3 separate regions of the Mus musculus genome follow, and regions 2 and 3 are each linked to region 1. The links are chromatin contacts, called in public HiChIP or PLAC-seq maps. All regions are on one chromosome and are shown on one strand. Each heading gives the region's core, a stretch centred on a gene start, on an enhancer-like site or on the middle of the called end of the contact. The rest is flanking DNA. Distances are from core to core; before and after follow the strand shown. Region 1 holds the start of Skiv2l (superkiller viralicidic activity 2-like (S. cerevisiae)). Region 2 holds the start of Kifc1 (kinesin family member C1). Region 3 holds the start of Psors1c2 (psoriasis susceptibility 1 candidate 2 (human)).

Region 1 (2,850 bases), core at 89-2,588:
CCCAACCCGGCCACATACTGAGATCCTTGCCAGGGGTAGTGGTAGGGGACAAAGTGGAAGAGGAACTTAGAAACCATCGACAGACTTGACAAATGTTTTGCTGTGTAAATAGTACAGAAGCCAGAGGTGAGGCAGAGCCATTCCAGGCTACCCAAAGCCACATATTTTCAATCCAGCCTGGGCTAAGTGTGAGACCCTGTCTGAGGTGGAGTGGTGTGTCAGAGATGAGAGATTTTAAGGCCTATTAAATGCAGTTGGTTATCTAAAAGCGAAGGGAGGGAGGTAGAGCAGACAGGAGGAGCACATTTACTTGGGCATTTGATGGTTCACAAGGCTCTGGGTGGTACTGAAGCCACAGGGACGATGATAATTCCATTGGGGATGACCAGAGAAGAGGGAGGGTTCAAATAAGACTGGACGATGCTGCCAAAGCTCCACTGAGAGGTCCCCTTCCGGTAGGAGGCAGGAGGACTCCCATGGCCTTACAGTCAGCCCAGGTGTCCCCAGAGTCTGGAGAAGCCGGGCCACCACGCTTAACTAACTCCTACCTTCTTCTTGAGTTTGTTGAACTTCTTCTGCAGTGCCTCTTCCTCTTCACTCAGCCCCGGAGGTATCACCAACATGTTGGCTCCTGGTTCAAGGGCAGAACCCAAGACATCATTCTCTACTGTCACCATTCAAAATTCACACGTCGTCCAACTTGCGTCCATCCTGTATGCACCCCAACCTCCAGGCCCGCCTACTCCAGCCTCTGGCCTTTCCCTAACCCCTCGTTCCTCCGAGGCTGCTTGTCCAGCCTCCTGTTTATGGTAATCAACCGGCATTCCCGCCTATGTCCAAGGTCCAGACACTAGAGCCTTGGGGTACCTCAGCCCGGAGAAGGGAAAGCACTCCCTGCGACGCCAAGGCGATGGCTCCCGACCCCCATGCCCAATGGGGTTAGGTCAGCCAACCTCGGGGTCCGATGGGCAGAGAAGGCGGCCGGGCCCGCGTAGCGCTATCTGGGCAACCAGAGGAGGAGGAAGAAGAACCAGGGGCCGCGCGGGGAAGGCGCGAAAGATGTGAGACGAAGCCCTCACCTGAGGGGGCGGCGCCCGGGCCCGCGGTCTCCGGCGCCGCCGCGCGGGCTACTGCGCGCTGGCTCGCGGCGATGACGTAAAGGGGCGGGACACGCGGTAACCAAGGCGGCGAGTCGCAGTGACTTCCGCCCGGCCTTGCCCGGCTCCGAGTCAGGCTTCGGCGCCGCTCTCGCCCACGCTCCCGGCGGGGAGTGGTGGAGGAGGGGGCGTGTCGGAAGTAATTTCAACTTCCGCCCTTCTCGGGGCGGGGCCGGCTCCGTGGTTACTCTGAGTTTCCGGGCTGCTCGGGAGCTGCCGCGGCTCCAGGATGATGGAGACGGAGCGACTCGGTGAGGGGGAGGGGAGGAGAGTGGACGGGAGAGGAGAGGAGAGGAGGGGAGGGGAGGGAGGGGGGTCCGCGGAAAGGACTAGTTAGTAGACAGGAATGACTTGTGGCTTTTAACCTGTGACCTTTCCCTTGTAGTTCTGCCTCCCCTAGATCCCCTGAACTTACCCCTTCGAGCTCTGGAAGTGGGGTGCACTGGCCGTTGGGAGCTGCTGAACGTGCCAGGGCCTCCAGAGAGCACTGTGAGTGACTTTTGACCCTCACCTTTGACCTATGAGCCTAAAAGAAATTCCACCCTGCTCACAGGAGGATGTAGCTTGACACTGTCATCTTGGCCTCCGGCTCATGCTGGACAGATCCCACTCTACTGGAACTCCAGTAGGTCGGAGCGGGGAGTGCTGGAGACGCGAGCTCTCAGAGCTGCCCCTTCACCTGTATCTTTCCTCCTAGGAGGTTCCTTCTCTCTGCATAGCTCAGAGCACTTGGCTCTTTTAAACTGAAGCCTGGCGTGGCTCACACCCTTATTCCCAGCACTTGGGAGGTGGAGGCAGGCAGATCTCTTGAATTGGAGGCCAGTTTGATCTACATACCAAGTTCTAGGCCAGCCAGGGCTATGTAGTGAGATCTCATCCCCAAAACAGAAAGAAAAGAAGCAGAAAATTTAAGACTGGCAGAATGACTTATTAGCCCAGAGATTCTCCACCTTTGATTCACTACCCATTTGAGGGTGGAATGACCCTTTGACAGGGGTCACATCACATATCAGATATCCTGCACACCAGACATTTACATTAAGATTCATAACAGTAACAGAATTACAGTTAATAAGTAGCAACACAATTATTTTTCGGTTGTGGTCAGCACAACAGGAGAACCGGTGCATTAAAAGGTGGCAGCATTTGAGAAGGTTGAGAATCACTGGCTTAGCCTATTAAAGCGCTTGCCCATGCAAGTCTGATGAGACACACGTAAAGGCAGCGAGAGAGCCAGCTCCACAATGTGGTCTTCTGACTGCCATGTGTGCATGCGTGTACCCATGTCCACCCATTACACACAGACCTATACATACTAACACATACTACTACAAATAATAAGAATTCTAAAATGCGAATTCTCAGTTGAGCACATAGCTCACTTGGTATAGCGCTTGCTCAGCATACACAAAGCCCTGGTTTTGATCCCTGGCTCTGCATGATAGTCAGGTGTTGGTAGCTCATGCTTGTCACCCCCTCACTTGAGAGGGGGAGGGATATGTGTACACACACACACACACACATCAAGTTGGATGCAAACATGGGTTTCATGAGAGCCTCTCTCAAAATAAGAATGCAGATTGCTGTGTCTGGCCTCTGTGTGTCTGAAATCAGTGATTTACCTTAGTTGGTATCCTGGGACATCTACCATTGGATCTGAACACAAGTTCCATCGCCTCTTTTGTCTACACGC
Region 2 (2,850 bases), core at 122-2,621, 960 kb after region 1:
GTCTGAGGACAGCTACAGTGTACTTACATATAATAAATCTTTAAAAAAAAAAAGAAACTGCTGGGTGTGGTTGCGCACGCCTTTAATCCCAGCACTCGGGAGGCAGAGGCAGGCAGATTTCTGAGTTCGAGGCCAGCCTGGTCTACAGAGTGAGTTCCAGGACAGCCAGGGCTACACAGAGAAACCCTGTCTCAAAAAACCAAAAAAAAAAAAAAAAAAAAAAGAAACATACTATTTATTTATCCAGTTATGTATGTATGTATGTGTGTGTGTGTGTTTCTTTATTTATTTAAGACAGGGTCTCTCTACAGAGCCTGGCTGCCCTGGAATTTACTTTGTAGACCTGGTTGGCCTTGAACTCAAGAGATCTGTCTGCCTCTGCATTCTGAGTACTGGGAACTGGGATTAAAGGCGTGTGCCACCAAGCCTGGCTTCTAGTTTTGTTTTGATTTTTTAATCTAAAAGATTGTTTATTGACCTGGGCATGGTGGCACAGGGTAGCCCTAGCATCTCTGAGTTCAAGGCCAGCCTGTTCTACAAATAGAATTCCAAGACAGTCAGGGCTACACAGAGAAACCCAATCTCGAAAAAACAAAATAAATATATATGTAATTTATGTGTTTTATATATATATATATATATATATATATATATATGCTTATATATATAATACGTACTATTGGGTATTATTTATATGTGTAAAGATATATGTTTATGTATATAATACATATTGTTTATGTATAATATATAATATTGGAGGCAGGAGGGGCACAGAAAACTTTGTGGCGAATTAGTTCTCACCTTCCACATTATATGAGTTTCAGGGATAACCAGTTTGCTATCCTCCCGGCCCTACTCTAGATTTATGACTTTATTACATCTCCAGATATGGGTTCCACTTTTTCTTCTTTGAGGACAGGTCAGCGCCATCAACCAGCTTCCACTTTTCGGACCTGAGAAAGTGGACCAAGAGCGACCTCGGTGTAACAGTCTCCAGTCTACAGGGTTGGCGAGGAGGTGTGCAAGTTCAGCAGTATCCGCTAGGTGGCGCTCGCTCCGCCCCGACCCCGCTCAGGCACATGCGTATTGCCTCCCCCACGCCACTCCTCCACACAAGCGCACTTCTGACGCAACCAGAGACCTCAGGAAGCCGCGCTCGGCGCTCGGGAGGGGGAGAGGGAGAAAAGAGGAAGAGCGGATCCGGAAGTAGGATCCAAGGGGTCTAGTTCTGGTGCTCTAGCGGACTAGAAGAGTCGCGACTCAGGGGGCGTGGCCCCGGAGGCGGAGGGCACCGTGATTGGCTCGCGACCGCGGCGCCGGCGCGGATTGGCCTCTGCGGATTGAAGTGCGTTGACTGCGCGGAGGTTGAAATTCAAAAGTGGCGGGTGTGGCTGATTGGCCTGGCTCCTGGACAGCCTGGCTTCGGCGTTTTGCGGCGCGAGCCCTTGAGAGGACGCGGGTCTCATCGTCCTGCCTGCTGCCTTTGCACCCTTTCTGTGCGGACCACCATGGACGTGCAGGCGCAGGTGAGTGCGGCGGAGACGACCTCGCGCCAAGATCGGAGGACGCAGGCCGGCCGCCCGGAGACCCGCGTCCCGGGGACAGGTCGGGGCAAGCCGTCCTGCAGGGGAGGGTCGCACCGCCTCGCGCCCAGGACACCAGCGGCCGAGTCAGTGAGGGCAACACACACACACACACACACACACACACACACACACACACGGCGAGGTCCCAGGACAGTCGCAGCGACGTTGGCCCGCCATTCCAGTCGTGCAGGCGCGACCATCCCGTGTCCCTTATCCCCCTCCAGCATTTCCCATTTCGAATTCTCAAGCGGATTCGACATGTTTGTGCTTCTCAGTTCTTACAGATCGCCTTGTGGGAGAAGCGAGGGTTCTGAAAGAGGCCTTGTCGCTTGTCCGCAAAGTACCTTTCTTGCTGATGACCTGTTGTGTTGCTGCTGGATCGGGATAGAGGAAGGGGAGAGGAGAAATGGGGGCATCGGCCCAGAGGATCCTTATTCCCTCGCCTGCCTCTTCCTTTTGCTCATTTGGACTGCTGACTAGTTTATGGGGGTGCCCTTCTTCACCACAAGCATCTGAGGCGTATGTGTGTGGCAATTAATGGACTGATCTCTCTGGTGTCAGGAAAGACCGGCCTGCATTCTTTGTTTACCAGCATTTCAGTCTAGACTGACTCACAGTCGGTGTTCAGCTTGAAGAGACTTTCTGGTATACTCACAGCCAAAAGGGAGAGCACTGCACTGTGACAGGTGACAGTTAAAAAGTAAAATAGTTTTTCTCAGATTTGTTCCTGCAGTATTTGCCAAGCATCTTCTGGCCCTGCACAGCTGTACTTATGTAGGAGACAGGAGTCCTAGCTACCAGTGAGCTGACACTCCCTGGGGAGACAGACATAATACAATTTGTATCTCTATTGGGAGGGAGTGAAGGACAGTAAAGGTTCAAGCAGATGGAAGGGGAAGAAGAAAGCTAGGAGGAACAACATTAACTAAGGTATGGAGAGTTAAAACTGGAAGGAAGAGGTCTGTGGTGCAGTGCTAGGCGAGCATCCAAGAAACACCTGGGTCTATAGTCCCCTGAACCAAAAGCAACGAACCATCCTGAAGTCAGTTGTGCACCTGAGGTCACCTGTGTGGAGGCTCAGACCAGAGCTTGGAGATTCAGGCCAGTGATACATTGTCTCAAAAAAAAAAAAAAAAACCAATATAAATTTGACCTAGTAACCTGAAGCTGGTAGCATGCCCAAGAATAGCAGGGTTTGCTTGCTGATTTGTTGTTGTTGTTTTGTTTGTTTGTTGTTGTTGTTTTGTGGTTTGTTTGTTGTTGT
Region 3 (2,850 bases), core at 102-2,601, 680 kb before region 1:
CAGAGCTCAGGCTCTGCCTAGAAGTCCAGGTCTAGACAAGCAAGAACAGGCTGAGTGAGGTAGGAGTGTGCTTTCTGCTGATCAAGAGAAGCGAAGGGACAACATAATGACTGAACAGGGACCACAAAGTGGAGGGAGGGGGGGTTGCAGAGCATAGACACTTCCAACATAGAACACAATTCAAACAGAGACTGAGGAAGGGAACTAAGGGATTAGGGAAAATTGAGATTCTAAGCGGGCAGCCAATGAAAAAGGTGGGCTTTGGTGTGCTCTGTGGAGGCTCACGTTCCCTAGGGTCCCCTATCTATACTCTTCCTGGGGTGGGTCAAGGTCTGGCTCCTCCTGAGATTCATGGTCCATCTCAGGGGCAGGAGGCCAGGGGTTTTCTGGGGGCTGGGTTCCTGCTGGCCAGGGGTCATCAGGCAGAGGAGGTTTAGGGGGATCAGTGCTTGGGGGCTTTGGGGGCCAGGCACCACTGTCAGGAAGATCTCTCCAGGGACGGTTGGAGCCTGGAGGCGGAGGTTCATCAAACAAAGGAGGCGCCCCAGGCCAGGGATCACCAGGGATTGGGGGTCCCAGAGGCAATGGTGGGGAGTCCTCCTCTTCGTGGGTGTCTGTAGATCCGGGAGAAGGGTCGCCATTGCCTGAAATGCCTGTAGAGGAGGAAGGAGAATAAGAGATACAGTCGCAGAACACTTCCCACCCAGCTTCATACCCAAAGGTTGAGCCTCACTTAGACTAGCACAGCCTGAGCCCCAAAACAGATCTCAGAGTGACCCCCAAAGTGCTCTCCATACATTTCCCAAACACTGAGGCCATCTTCACACGGTGTGAAAGCCCTAGGCTCATCCGGACCACTGACACGATCATACTTCCAAATGGTTCTCTGTTCAACCTTGGTTGGGATACTCCACTGGAACCTCCCCCAGGGTGGTCTGCACTGGAAGTGGTCTTGGCCCCACCTGTCACTCAGGCGCCATCTCTGTAATAACCAGCCCTCAGTCCCAGTGACTCCCTAGGCCTGGTGACTCCACACAACTCTATCGCATCCCTCCACCTGACCCAGCAACATATTCAGAATCAAGGTGCCCCTGCCTGCAATCCCCTGAGCTTCCCCACTAAGGACACTCCAAGAATCCCTTCTGCTCTGCGTTCCTCTTACTCCTTTCCTCCTGGGGGCGTCCCCTCCCTAAGGGTGGGTCATTTCGACCATCTCCATCACCCCAGCTGTGCTCCTGGCCTATTCTGACGACTCACCTCCTGCACACAGGCAAAGGACCAGCAGGCCTAGCAGCTTCCAGGTGAGCATCATGGCTGTCTACTGGCCCCCAAGGCGGGGTGCTCCGAGTCTAGGTGCTTGAGAACCTAAGAGGCTTTATAGCAGAGGAGGTAGAGGGGGTGGCCAGTCTGTGGGGAGGGGCCAGCTCAGCACCCTAAGGAATCCCTACCAGAGCCTAACTGGTCAAACCCGTTTACAAAGAACCTGCCAGTAAGCATCCCTCTTTTCTGTCCCCCAGTCCCGGGGGCCGGGGGCAGCCGGGTCTATCAGTGACCCAGACCCCAGGAGGCTCCACCCTTGTTTTCACACCTCCTCCATCCACACCCGGCAGGAATCAGGACCCACCTGTCATCTTTATAATCACAAGGAAGGCTACCTTTCATCCGTGATAGTTATTGGAAGCCACAAAATGGGGGCAAACCTCGCGTGGGGAAGCTTGGTAATTAGAGGCAGAGGCGGGACGCCTGGGTCAGAAAGCACCCTCTAGACTGGCATCTCAGCCTCGGAGCTCCGTCCCCCCACTCCCCTCTGGACCATGCTCTCTGGCATGTCACCTCAGTCAGTCACTGGGAACTTCCCAGGCAGTGACATCTAAGGAATTCCAGGGGGAGCCACCTGGGTGACGCGGGAAGCCAGGATATCCTGGTTCCTGACCCCATGCAGAGGTGACTGCATCAACACCAAAGACTCAGGAAGAGCTCCCCTCCCCCACCCCTGCCCTTGTAACCCTAGAAATCTTCCTTCTTCAGGATGGCCCTGAGCATCAGGGTCCTTAAGACACACCCACCACCACCACCACCACCACCAAGAGAGATTGCTTCAGAAGGCTTGAGAGTGTCTGGACTACAGCTCCAATCCCCACACATCTGTCCCCACCTGGTCGGTTTGGGATTCTACTTATGGCTGATCAGGGAAACTTGGTTTCCACTTGATAGCCCTGGCCCCAGAGCATCCATCTTGATCCTGGACCATCTCCCTCAGGCTCCCAAGGTTTTAACCCATTGTTACTCTTCCTCCCTCCTCTCACACACAGATTTTTTTTCTTCTTTCCTTTCTTTCTGGTCTACAGAGTGAGGTCCAGGACAGCCAGGGCTACACAGAGAAACCCTGTCTTAAAAACCAAAAAAAAAAAAAAAAAAAAAAAAAGAAAAGAAAAGAAAAAGAAAATGTGAGTGTTTTACATACAAGTGATGCACAGGGAGGTCAGAAGGCATTGAATCCACCAGAACTGGAGTTATAAACAGTTGTTCGACTCCATGTGGTTGTTAAGATTTTAATCTAGATCCTCCGGAAGAGCAGCCAGTGCTTAGGACCACTTAGCCATCTCTCCAGTCCATCCCAAAGCCCTTCTGGAACTGTGCCCTGCCCCTGCCAGGAACCCCCTGCCGTCCATCACAGTCTGGAACTGTGCCCTGCCCCTGCCAGGAACCCCCTGCCGTCCATCACAGTCTGGAACTGTGCCCTGCCCCTGCCAGGAACCCCCTGCCGTCCATCACAGTGGCCCTGGCCTAGGACAGCATCTGCTGAGATTCCTTGAATGTTGACTGTTTAGTATCTTGCTCCAGGCATTC

The links. HiChIP or PLAC-seq counts read pairs in DNA pulled down with a chosen protein or histone mark.
Region 2: an H3K4me3 HiChIP or PLAC-seq map of bone marrow-derived macrophages shows a contact between it and region 1, with 6 times the contacts expected there. The contact joins the promoter of Kifc1 here to the promoter of Skiv2l in region 1. A contact is called at or near these places in 2 of 115 datasets of contacts at active chromatin or transcription factors (astrocytes and bone marrow-derived macrophages).
Region 3: an H3K27ac HiChIP or PLAC-seq map of double positive thymocytes shows a contact between it and region 1, with 2.7 times the contacts expected there. The contact joins the promoter of Psors1c2 here to the promoter of Skiv2l in region 1. A contact is called at or near these places in 1 of 39 promoter capture datasets (erythroid cells) and 1 of 115 datasets of contacts at active chromatin or transcription factors (double positive thymocytes).

Annotation. Positions count from the first base shown.
Region 1 is chr17:34,848,692-34,851,541 of GRCm38.p6, reverse strand. Skiv2l (superkiller viralicidic activity 2-like (S. cerevisiae)) reads left to right here and starts at 1,338. Exons shown (of 28, transcript NM_021337.2): 1 at 1,338-1,408; 2 at 1,543-1,646. The coding sequence starts at 1,387. Nelfe (negative elongation factor complex member E, Rdbp) reads right to left here and starts at 1,151. Exons shown (of 11, transcript NM_001045863.1): 1 at 954-1,151; 2 at 549-631. The coding sequence starts at 623.
Region 2 is chr17:33,889,154-33,892,003 of GRCm38.p6, reverse strand. Kifc1 (kinesin family member C1) reads left to right here and starts at 1,371. Exons shown (of 11, transcript NM_001195298.1): 1 at 1,371-1,526. The coding sequence starts at 1,509.
Region 3 is chr17:35,531,702-35,534,551 of GRCm38.p6, reverse strand. It overlaps Psors1c2 (psoriasis susceptibility 1 candidate 2 (human)), which reads right to left and starts at 1,351. Exons shown (of 2, transcript NM_020576.2): 1 at 1,258-1,351; 2 at 1-653. The coding sequence starts at 1,312. The coding sequence ends at 301.